Linked DNA regions of Bos taurus: region 1 is linked to region 2. A link is a contact called in public Hi-C data. All regions are on one chromosome and are shown on one strand. The core of a region is the stretch at or near the end of the contact, and the rest is flanking DNA. Distances in the headings are between cores, read along the strand shown.

Region 1 (4,938 bases), core at 774-3,273, 690 kb before region 2:
CGGGTTTATTCTAGGATCACATGAGACCATGTAGACAGATGTGCTTTACACAGTTTTGAAGATACTAGTAGCTGTTATTCACCACAAAAAAGATCATAACATCTGGGCTGACTTACCTGTGAGAGACTGGATTGTATCAGTGATTCACCACTGTAGCTGCTTATTAAAATTACCTAGGGAAATTTTAAAAGTTTTTGATTCTAATACTTGGATCCCATGTCAGATCAATCTAATGAGAATCTTTGGCTTCCCAGGTGGTCCAGTGGTTAGGCTGCTGCACTTCTGCAGGGGACACGAGTTCAGTCAGGAACTGAGATCCCATATGCTGTGTAGTGTGGCTAAAAATAAATAAATCAGAATCTCTGGGTCAATCCCTTTTAAAAGCAGTCCAGGTGATTTTAATGTACAACCATAGTGGAGAACCTCTGAAGTGGAGTTGGCAGACCTTTTTTTTTTTTTAATTAATGGCCAGGTATTTTAGACTGGCACGCCATACAATCTGTTGTGTCTACTCAGCTCTGCTGTTGGAGTGCAAATGGCATAGACAGTATACAATGAATGAGTGTGACTGTTCCAATAAATATTTACTCATAAAAACAGGTGGTAGGCCAGGCTTGGCCCAACCTCAGCTCTAGGCTAATTCACTTTTCAGGGTCTCATTAGATTCAAGATGTTCCTTAAACTTCTTCAGGATATTTGAAAAGTTTCTAATCAAAAGGCTAATTACCTGCTCCTGTACTATGTGGTTGTAGTTTTTTGGTTATCCAAAATCTAAGTGATCCAGTGTCCTTTTCACAGAAATGGAGGCAAGGTTATTAGACATTACAAAAAATATTGTTAACACCAAGAATTCAACAGGTTATCTGTGAGCAGGGTGTCCCTGGTCTACTCTCGTGGCCTCCTTAGGAATTCTGCATCACATCTGCCTCTGTATTTAAAGAGCAATGGGAAGCCACTGGGATGTCAGTGATAGTGAAATGGTCAGATTTGGGTCTTTTAAAGAACACTCAAGCTACCGGTGGGAGGAAGGATGGAAGAGGAAAGAGGATGCAGGAAGACCAGTCAGGAGTCTGCTGCAGATATCCAGCTGAAAGACGATGGCAGCTTGAATTAAGTGGAGATCAAGATGCAGAGACAGAAAGGGGTCCTTGCAACAATTTAACGAGTAAGATGGCGGAGACTGAGTGATGGATTGTCTGGGAGTAAAGGGGGAGGAGGCTGGAGGGTAATTCCTCAGTCACTGGCTTGTACATCTGAATGGCTGATGCTGTTTGCTGAGATGAGGGGATACTGGAGGAGGACCTGCTGGAGGTGGAGGATATCATAGATGTCATCTGGACAAGTTGAACTTGATGTCCCTTTAAGACATCTAAGTAAAGATATCTAGAAAACAGTTGGATAAAGAGGTCTGGATCTCAGAAGAGGGCTTGAGAACAATTTCAGTCTTCACCAGCTGAGCCTAAGATTCAGACCAGGTGGCAGGCAGAAATTTTGCAGGCAGCCTCCAGTCTTGGACAACTGGTCTCCAAATCTTTGGTACGGGGAACAGTGTTTTTGGCTACAGGTACTCATTTATTTGGGGAAAAAGTAAGTGCTACAGTGAGCAGCATTCTGGAAAGAAAAGGTCAGTGGCATGAATTTAAACAGAATCTCTGTCTGCTTTTGGACATTTCTAGTGATTTTGCACAGTACCTGGTATATGCAATAAATGTTTGTTGAGTGCCTGCTCTAAAAATTTCCCCTGGAATTGTCCCAATCTAGGATAGAAAGTATGAAGTCCCATTATTTACCTGTAGCCCATTATGAGCCTTTACCCGTTACTACTTCACTGGAACTGGAAGGAGTTAACTATGTGGGAAATAATGACACAGTTCCTATCTATTGAACTTTGAAATCATCCACAGCCTGGGGGATCTGTTGCTTTACCATTGAAATGCTGCCACCTCCCAGATAGGGTGTGACAAGTGACCAGCAGCTGTGGACGGCTTCCTGAGAATGGGAGCCAGGGGGAAGCCTGCCAGCCCTGTGGCAATCAAAAGCAGGAATCCAAACCCCTGTTGAGGCTGAGTTCTCATGCAAGGTTTGGTCCACCCCTGTTTGGACCCAGCAGGTTTGATGAACTGTTGGGAAATGACGTAAAACTCTCCTTGACCTTTCTGGAGGGTGGGTCACAGCATCAAGCCAGTATGGCGTCTTCTCGTGACAGGTTGCTCTTTGATCCTGAGATGCCTCACTTGATGTGGGCATTGAGAACCATTTTTCAAGATTTCTTCTCAGCAATCTGAGAGGACTTTGCCCTGCTTTGTTTTAGAGATTTGGTGCAAGCACAGTCCAGGGTGGGACTGAGAGAGACTTCTATTATAGGGTCATATAATATTATATGGGTCCCCCAAAATTATAATATATATTATATATTATAGGGTCCCCCAAAGAGGACCCAGCATGGATGACAGGTTTGAGGGCTCAGCATATGATGGGAACAGTGGTTCCCACTGAGTGTAACTCCACCTTCTTCATTCCCCAAATCAATCTTTATTTCGAGTCTTCATAGAATTTGTAATTCATTTTAATGAGATATCAATAGAATTGATGGTATGACTTTGAATAGATTTCTATTTGGAAAATGGGAAAAGATTTAAGAATAACTCTCCTTTTAAACTTAGTCCACATCCTTGGTTCTGACTGTGCTAATTGCCAATTTGATATGGAATTTTAAGTGTAGCATTTAGAGTCCTCATTTATCCTTAAAAGTAAAAGTCTATTTACTTCCTGCAGAGGACAATTTTTCTTGCCATCTAACCCGTGAAAGAGCATCTTATAAATCAAGTGTATATCTTATATCTCTTGAGGAAGCATTTCTGCAGGCTTCATAAGCCTTTAGTGGAAAAGGATTCTATAACCATCGTGTCTAAATGTTTGTAGTAGAGGGTAGTATATAACATGAAACATATATCTCTTGAGGTCTTTGTCTGAAACCAAACACTGTGATTTTGTTTTGCTCAGCCATTTAAAGTACCTTCTTTTTTTTTCTTTTAGCATTAAAAAAAGACTGACCCCAAGTCAATCTTAAAAATTTCTCCATGTAGAGGTTTTAGGATTCATTCCTCTGTATCACCCCCTGCCCTGACCCAAGCTCCACTCCCCTCATGATTCCTCCCAGATTTCCCTTCCTTTAGTCTGTGCCTCATCCAGCTCTTGTCCACACCTCTGAGCTCTCCTAAAAAGAGAAAAACCCAAAAGAACTTCTTGGCCAGTACATCACTGAGCAGAATCCTCATCTCTGAAACCTCAAAAGCCTCTCCATTATCCAAATTCATTTGAGGCTTTAGAATCTGTATTATAGGGTTCCTGTAATTTTTGATCATAACTGATTCCCATATGCTCTTATCGCTTCCCTTTCTGCCACCCAACCACCTGTACCCTATACTCTAGTAACAATAGATTTGCCCTGAACAGACCTTTTACTTCTAACCATATTGTCCATCAAGCCTTGCTGTACATGGCCTTGAGCCTCCGTTTCCTTGTTTATTAAATAGAGAAAATATGAGCTACCTCAGAGTATTGTTGTGGAGATTAAATAACTGAGCTATCTATAAAAACTTTAGCCATTCTTGATACATAATCAGCTCCCCAGAATGTGGTCCTCTTGGGCTTCCCAGGTGGCGCCAGTGGTAAAGAACCCGGTAAAGAATGCAGGGGACGCTAGGGACTGGGGTTTTATCCCTGGGTGGGAAAGATCCCCTGGAGGACGGCATGGCAACCCACTCCAGGATTCTTGCCTGGTGAATCCCATGGACAGAGGAGCCTGGTGGGCTACAGTCCATGGGGTCACAAAGAATTGGACATGACTGAAGCACCTGGGCATGCAGCATGCAGTGTCCTGGCTTGTGTCTACTGGGTAGAGTCCTACCCATTTTTCAAAAGTTCAGCCTGAGTCTCACTATCTTCAGGAAACCTTGATCATCCTGATTGTCACTAAACCCCCCTCTCCTCAGCAGCCCTACAGACTGTATTTCTGCTTCTGTGATGGCTCTTGCTTGGATGGCCTGACAGCTGTTAATTATGTGTGTGCTTGGGCCATTTACGTTTGTAAGCATTATGAGTTGAGGACAGGAACTATCTTATTTTGTACCCCACCTGCACCTCATGGAACTTACCAGTTCACAAAATAGGTGCTCAGCTAACTTGCTTTACACGACTGAGGGTTGGAGGGCAAGTTCAAGTCCTGGCCCTTCTTACCATTGGGTTTTCCAGGCAGAGAAGGGGCCTTAGAGCTCTTTGTTTCCAGAACTTTTGCAGACAAGCTGGATAATCTCAGCACCTACCATTTTAGCAGTCTTAATGCAGGCAGAGGCCTGGATTCCTGTCCTACTTGGGGAAAAATCGGGCAGAACTACCCCTTCCCATCAAGGAGTTCTGGGTTACAGCAGCTGGCTTTAATTTGGGCTTTAAGTCCTCTGCTGGCCCTGGAAAATCTTGATCTGGATGGTTGGCTCTGGTTTCTTCAGGCTGTCACGCGCAGCCCTTCAAAAGTCAATGCAGCTATGTCAGGGAGTGACCACAAGAGGGCAGTAAAGCTCCATCGCTATACAGGAGTTGAATGCCAGAAGACAAACGTTTCAAAGCAGAAGAAAGAATAAGAAGATCCTGAACTCTTTCACAATCAGGATTCTGAAAGACTTCAGGGCAGCAAGCTGGTTCAGGTCACCAGAGTCTTCCCAGGCCTAAGACCTGGAAGCAGCAAATTAGGGACTCTGACAAGCTCCCCAGATCTCTTCCCAGCCTGTTATTTTTGGTGCTTCGTTTCACCTGGAGAAAGTCATCCTCCAGTCTTCATGCAAATATTCTATGGAGGAGTTTGCTGCTGCTGCTATCTGTCTTAAAAGTAAAAAGAGGAGCTATTATCACCTTTTGTCTAAGGAAACAGGCTCAGAAAAT
Region 2 (4,845 bases), core at 1,817-4,316:
TCTCGGTGTTAATAAAAGTTACATTTATGCTATATTGTAGTCTATTAGGTGTGCAATAGCATTATGTCTTAAAAAACAATGTACATATCTTAATTGCAGAATACTTCATTGCTAAAAAATGCTACCCATCATCTGACAATACAAGGTTGCCACAAACCTTCAGTTTGTTAAAAAAAAAAAAAAAAACGACAGTATCTTCAAAGCTTAGTAAAGTAAGGCACAGTAAAGTGAAGTGCAGCAAAACCACACATGGCTATAGCTTGCTCATGTCTATTGCTGAGTAGTATTTCAGTGCACACAGATACCACAGCTAGCTTATTGACCCACATATGGATGGACGTTTGGGCTATTTCCAGTTCTTGTGGTTGTGAGTAAAACTGCTGTGAACACTTTTGGACAAGTGTTTGGTGACTATATGTTTTTATTTCTCTTGGGCATATGCTTGGGAATGGAATTGGTGAATTACAGGGCAGACGTATATTTAACTTTATAGGAAACTGTCAAACAGTTTTCCAAAATAGACCCTTTTACAGCCCCACTAACAATGTCTGAGTCCCAGTTGCTCCATGTCCTTGCCAACATTTAGTATTGTTGGTCTTTTTAGGTGTAGCTGTTCAGTAGGTGTAAAATGTGATTGTATGGTGGTTTAATTTGCGTCTCCTGATTAACTCAATGATGTTGAGCAATCTTTAATTGTTTATTGGCCAATCTTCTTTTGTGACATGTCTGGTCAAGTTTTCTGCTCTCTTTTATCTAATATTTCTTTATTTGGGGGGAAGTTCCTTTTTATTGGAGCTTCCCAGGTAGCACTATTGGTAAAGAACCTGCCTGCCAACACAGAAGATGTAGGAGATGTGGGTTCAACCCCCGGATTGGGAAGATGCCCTGGAGAAGGACATGGCAACCCACTCCAATATTCTTGCCTGGAGAGAGGACTCTGGCTGGCTACGGTCCATGGGATCGCAGAGTGGGACACGACTGAAACGATATTGATCTGTTGGTATTCTGTATATATTCTGGACACCAAAACTTTTTCAGATATATGTTTGGTGAATATTTCTTTGTTAGACTGGCCTGCTGATTTTTGTGACAATGTCTTTTGATTTTTAAAGAAAATTTTGATGAGGTCTAATATATAAATCTTCCATTAAAAAAATGGTTTGTGCTTTTCATGATCTGTTTAATAAAACTGTCTTCTGCAAGGTCATGAACATTTTCTGCTCTGTTTTCTTTTGGAAGTTTTATAGTTTTAGGTTGCCTGTTTAGGTCTATAATCCATCTTAGCATAGTTTTGGAGTATGATGTAACAGTCAATATTCATTGTTAAATATGTGAATATCCAGTTATTCTACCGCCATGTGAAATTAAAGACTTTTCTTCCCCATTGAATTACCTTGATTTGCTGATGATCAGTTGACTGTATGTGTGTGGATGTAGTTCTGGATTCTGTTCCTTTGATCCCATTGTCTATTCTTATGCCAAGACCCACCATTTGATTACTAGAGCTTTAAACCAGCTCTAGAAATCAAGTCCTAAAGCAGGTAGCAAGAATCCTCCATGGGGCAGCACAGTTTTGAAATATGAACCCATTTCCTCAAGTATGTATCCTCTGCCCTTTTCACCACAATTCTGTGCTGATTGCCAAAGGGAAATAAGCACAATCTCAAGAGCAGTCAAAAAAGGGAGACTTCCTGGCTTTGGTTTTGAAAGCCCAAGTCCTCCAAGGACTAGAGACAAAACATTTGGGGAACAAAGGGTGATAAAAAGTGGCTCATCCATCCACTTCTAGTTAACAATTCTTCTAAGATGAGAGAACCCACCCTAGGCTTGGTGGAAGGAACCAGAACAACCATGCATCCCTACCTTGGGGTTAGAATCTCAGGGAGGCAGGGGAACCCTTGCAGAACACCTCCTGTCTCTGATGGCCCAGGGAAGCAGAATGAATCCTGGACCCTCACTGTGGCCCTGGGGAAGAGCTGTGCCCTGAACAGCCTATGTATCAGAACAATGGCCATCCCAGAAGGGGGATGAAAAGTTACCCTAGTGCGTGTGGTTTTCTGTCTGTCCTGACGCTAAGAAAGGGGAGAAGGAATCATGAATTGACTGTAATTAATGTCCTGCCACTCTAGTAGCAAGGGGTCTGAGCTGAGTCATAGGGAAGGGAAGCAAGTAATATCCTGAAGCACATGAGTTTATTATTTAAAGTTTATCCTGCTTTAAATGGAACTTCTAACAATCCATATTTAAATAACTGAGGCTAATGATAATAAAGAGTGAAGGTGGAGGAGAGGAGCCCTCCTTTCTGCTGGGAGAGGGACTGGCGAAGAGGAATCAGGGGGGTGCAATGGCCAGTCCATTCGCCTGCCTCACCAATGTTTTAGCTCCTGCATCTAGGATCTCAAGATGCTGTGAAACAACTCATCCTGTATTCTTCTGAGATCTAGTGCCTCCTCTGTTCTGAAATGCCTTATTAAAATCCCTCCCCTTGATGCATCAATCTTGTCTTGAGCAATTCAAAAGACATCAGAGTGGGTCCCAGGTGATACCTCAAGATCCTCATGGGGCAACGCTTGAAGGTGAGTCCCATTTCCTACACGGAAGGACCATCTGGGGAGCCGAGGCTCAGAGTGAGGACACCGTCTTACCCTGGTTGCAGAGAACACCCACGTGGGTCTGCCTCCGCTTCACAGCCCTGCGTTGTCGTCCATGCCATCCATGCCGTCCATGTCCTGACTGCGCCCATGCTAGGAATGGGGAAACTGATGCTTCAGCACTATTTACTAAGTGCAGGAAATCTAGTTTGCATGTTGTTTTGCTTATAGTAGTATGTTCTGCTTGTACTTTAACTCCAAGAATGTAAAGCAAACATTTCAGAACATGTTGAATTAATACCTCCCCTTTGCTGAGATCCCATTTCCACCAAATGTCCAGAAATGGGACATGTGGATAATGGAAAACAGACCCAAAATATTTGCTTGACTGGCACCATGGATTAGGGCGTACAGGAGAGTGTAAACACACACACCCACTCCACGTACGCACCCTGCAGATTGAGCCCTGGATTAAGGTCCTTTCAAAGCAGCCAAGGCTAGGCTGCCAAGTTCAGGGTTGCCTGGGGCCTGGCTGTGCTGGGGTGAGGCTGGGGTGCTTGGGTCAAAGAAACACAGTGTCTTGGAACCCAGTGAGAGCCGCTGCACCCGCTGCCCAGAAAGGGGTGGGGGCTGTCAACCCATGTTCAGAAGGCTACTGTCACCTCACCCAAAGGTTGGCAGAAAGCCTGGGGGAAGGGGGAAAGGACTTCTAGCTTGTCCTGACTGGCTTTTCCTAGCTCCCGTCTAGGGTCTTGTGGCCCCTTCTTCCAGCAGGACTCCTGGCACATGTTTAAGTGGCCCAGCTTGAGGGAGCATTGAACTCATTCACCCTCCCAGCAGTTGGGCCATGACGCGCATGGGCCTCTTACTCATCCCGAAGTCATCAGTCATGTTTCCAGGAGTGTGAGTAATTCAGGGAGGGAGGGGGAGGGGAGAGGACTGGCGATTGTGGGGGTGGGATGATGTTGAAGAGGCAACGTGGCCCCAAATGAGCCCTCATCCCTCTTATTCCAAAGCTGGAAATGTTACTTGTTTTGAGAAGTAATGCATCCTTAATCTGCTGCAAAGTGTGGTGTGTGTGTGTGTAATGCTGACAGTTTAAGGAAATTGGAACCCAAAGCAATAAGGACTTCTCCCTTCATTCCAAGGCAGCTGAGAAAGTGTGGTAGCCCAGAGAAGGGTTGCCAGTAGGATACCTCTGGGACTTATTGATAAAATATGAACTCACATTGTTCTAACACATTATCCCATGTGTCTCTCTGAGGGGAACGTAAGCTCAGAAAAGTCTTGTGAGTTGCCCACCATTGGAGACTATCAGAGCTGGGAATAGAACCTGGGTCCCCACACTAGTCCAGTACCCACCTCTCTGGACTGTGAGATCTGGTCTATGCAAGCCCCTGGACTTGTTTTCTCTGCCTGACCAGCTTCCATAGCTGGGTCAGCCTGGACTCGATGGTTGTCCTCACCCTTTCCCACATCACATTCTCACAGAGGTCCTGGCAGTGGGTACTGCTGATGAAGTTCAAGTCCAGATTGTTTTCCCCTCTTCTTGCTTTGGGGCCTGGCTGCCCCAGAAGAGGGTGGAATCTCTCCTAAGCCAGTAACAGGTGGAAAAGTCGGGAGACCACCTGTGGGGTGGAGAGCTGGTGAGCTGGTCAGCCTGGACTGTAAGAGGTGCCCAAGGAAGGGTCCTTCTGGCCCAAACCTGAGGAGTCAAGTACAGCAGTCAGGCATTTGGGCTATGGATCAGCTGAGGAAACTGACGTCTTAACCCTGTATCTGAGTTTCTTATGTTTCCTGGCACACTCCTCTCCAGGGAGCGAGAATGGATGGGATACATAGAATACATCTTTAATACTCTGGAAGAGGAAATCCTGCAGGAGATACACCTGGAAAAGGAACTCCCACTAGGTAAGCGGGCTTCCCAAGTGGACTAGTGGTAAAGAACCTGCGTGCAAATGTAGGAGACGTAAGGAACCAGGGTTCAATCCCTAGAGGAGGGCATGGAAACCCACTCCAGTATTCTTGCCTAGAGAATCCCATGGACAGAGGAGCCTGGCAAGCTACAGTCCATGGGGTTACAAAGTGTCAGGCATGACTGAAGCGACTCAGCACACATGTACTTAGTGAGTACTTACCGTGTTCCCAGACACTGTGTTATGTTTCACATGTATTATCTTTTTGGATCTTCACAAAAACTCCCTGTGAGACAGGCTGTATGATTCTCATTATACTGTGAAGAAGCAGAGGCATC

Evidence for each region. A called contact is a pair of places that touch in the nucleus more often than the background predicts.
Region 1: a contact with region 2 is called in a Hi-C map of liver, with 1.9 times the contacts expected there. The contact joins two enhancer-like sites. A contact is called at or near these places in 2 of 11 Hi-C or Micro-C datasets (liver and skeletal muscle).

Annotation. Positions count from the first base shown.
Region 1 is chr11:71,999,431-72,004,368 of ARS-UCD2.0, reverse strand. All of the region lies in intron 13 of SLC4A1AP (solute carrier family 4 member 1 adaptor protein), which reads left to right. Among named protein-coding and RNA genes, the nearest start is that of SLC4A1AP, 28 kb to the left of the region's middle. Within about 2 kb of position 2,023, at least 3 of the 102 cell types and tissues checked have an H3K27ac peak or open chromatin away from gene starts, as enhancers often do. A contact at or near this core is called in liver, where this site is marked.
Region 2 is chr11:71,307,017-71,311,861 of ARS-UCD2.0, reverse strand. No RefSeq gene overlaps it. Among named protein-coding and RNA genes, the nearest start is that of PLB1, 28 kb to the right of the region's middle. Within about 2 kb of position 3,066, at least 19 of the 102 cell types and tissues checked have an H3K27ac peak or open chromatin away from gene starts, as enhancers often do. A contact at or near this core is called in liver, where this site is marked.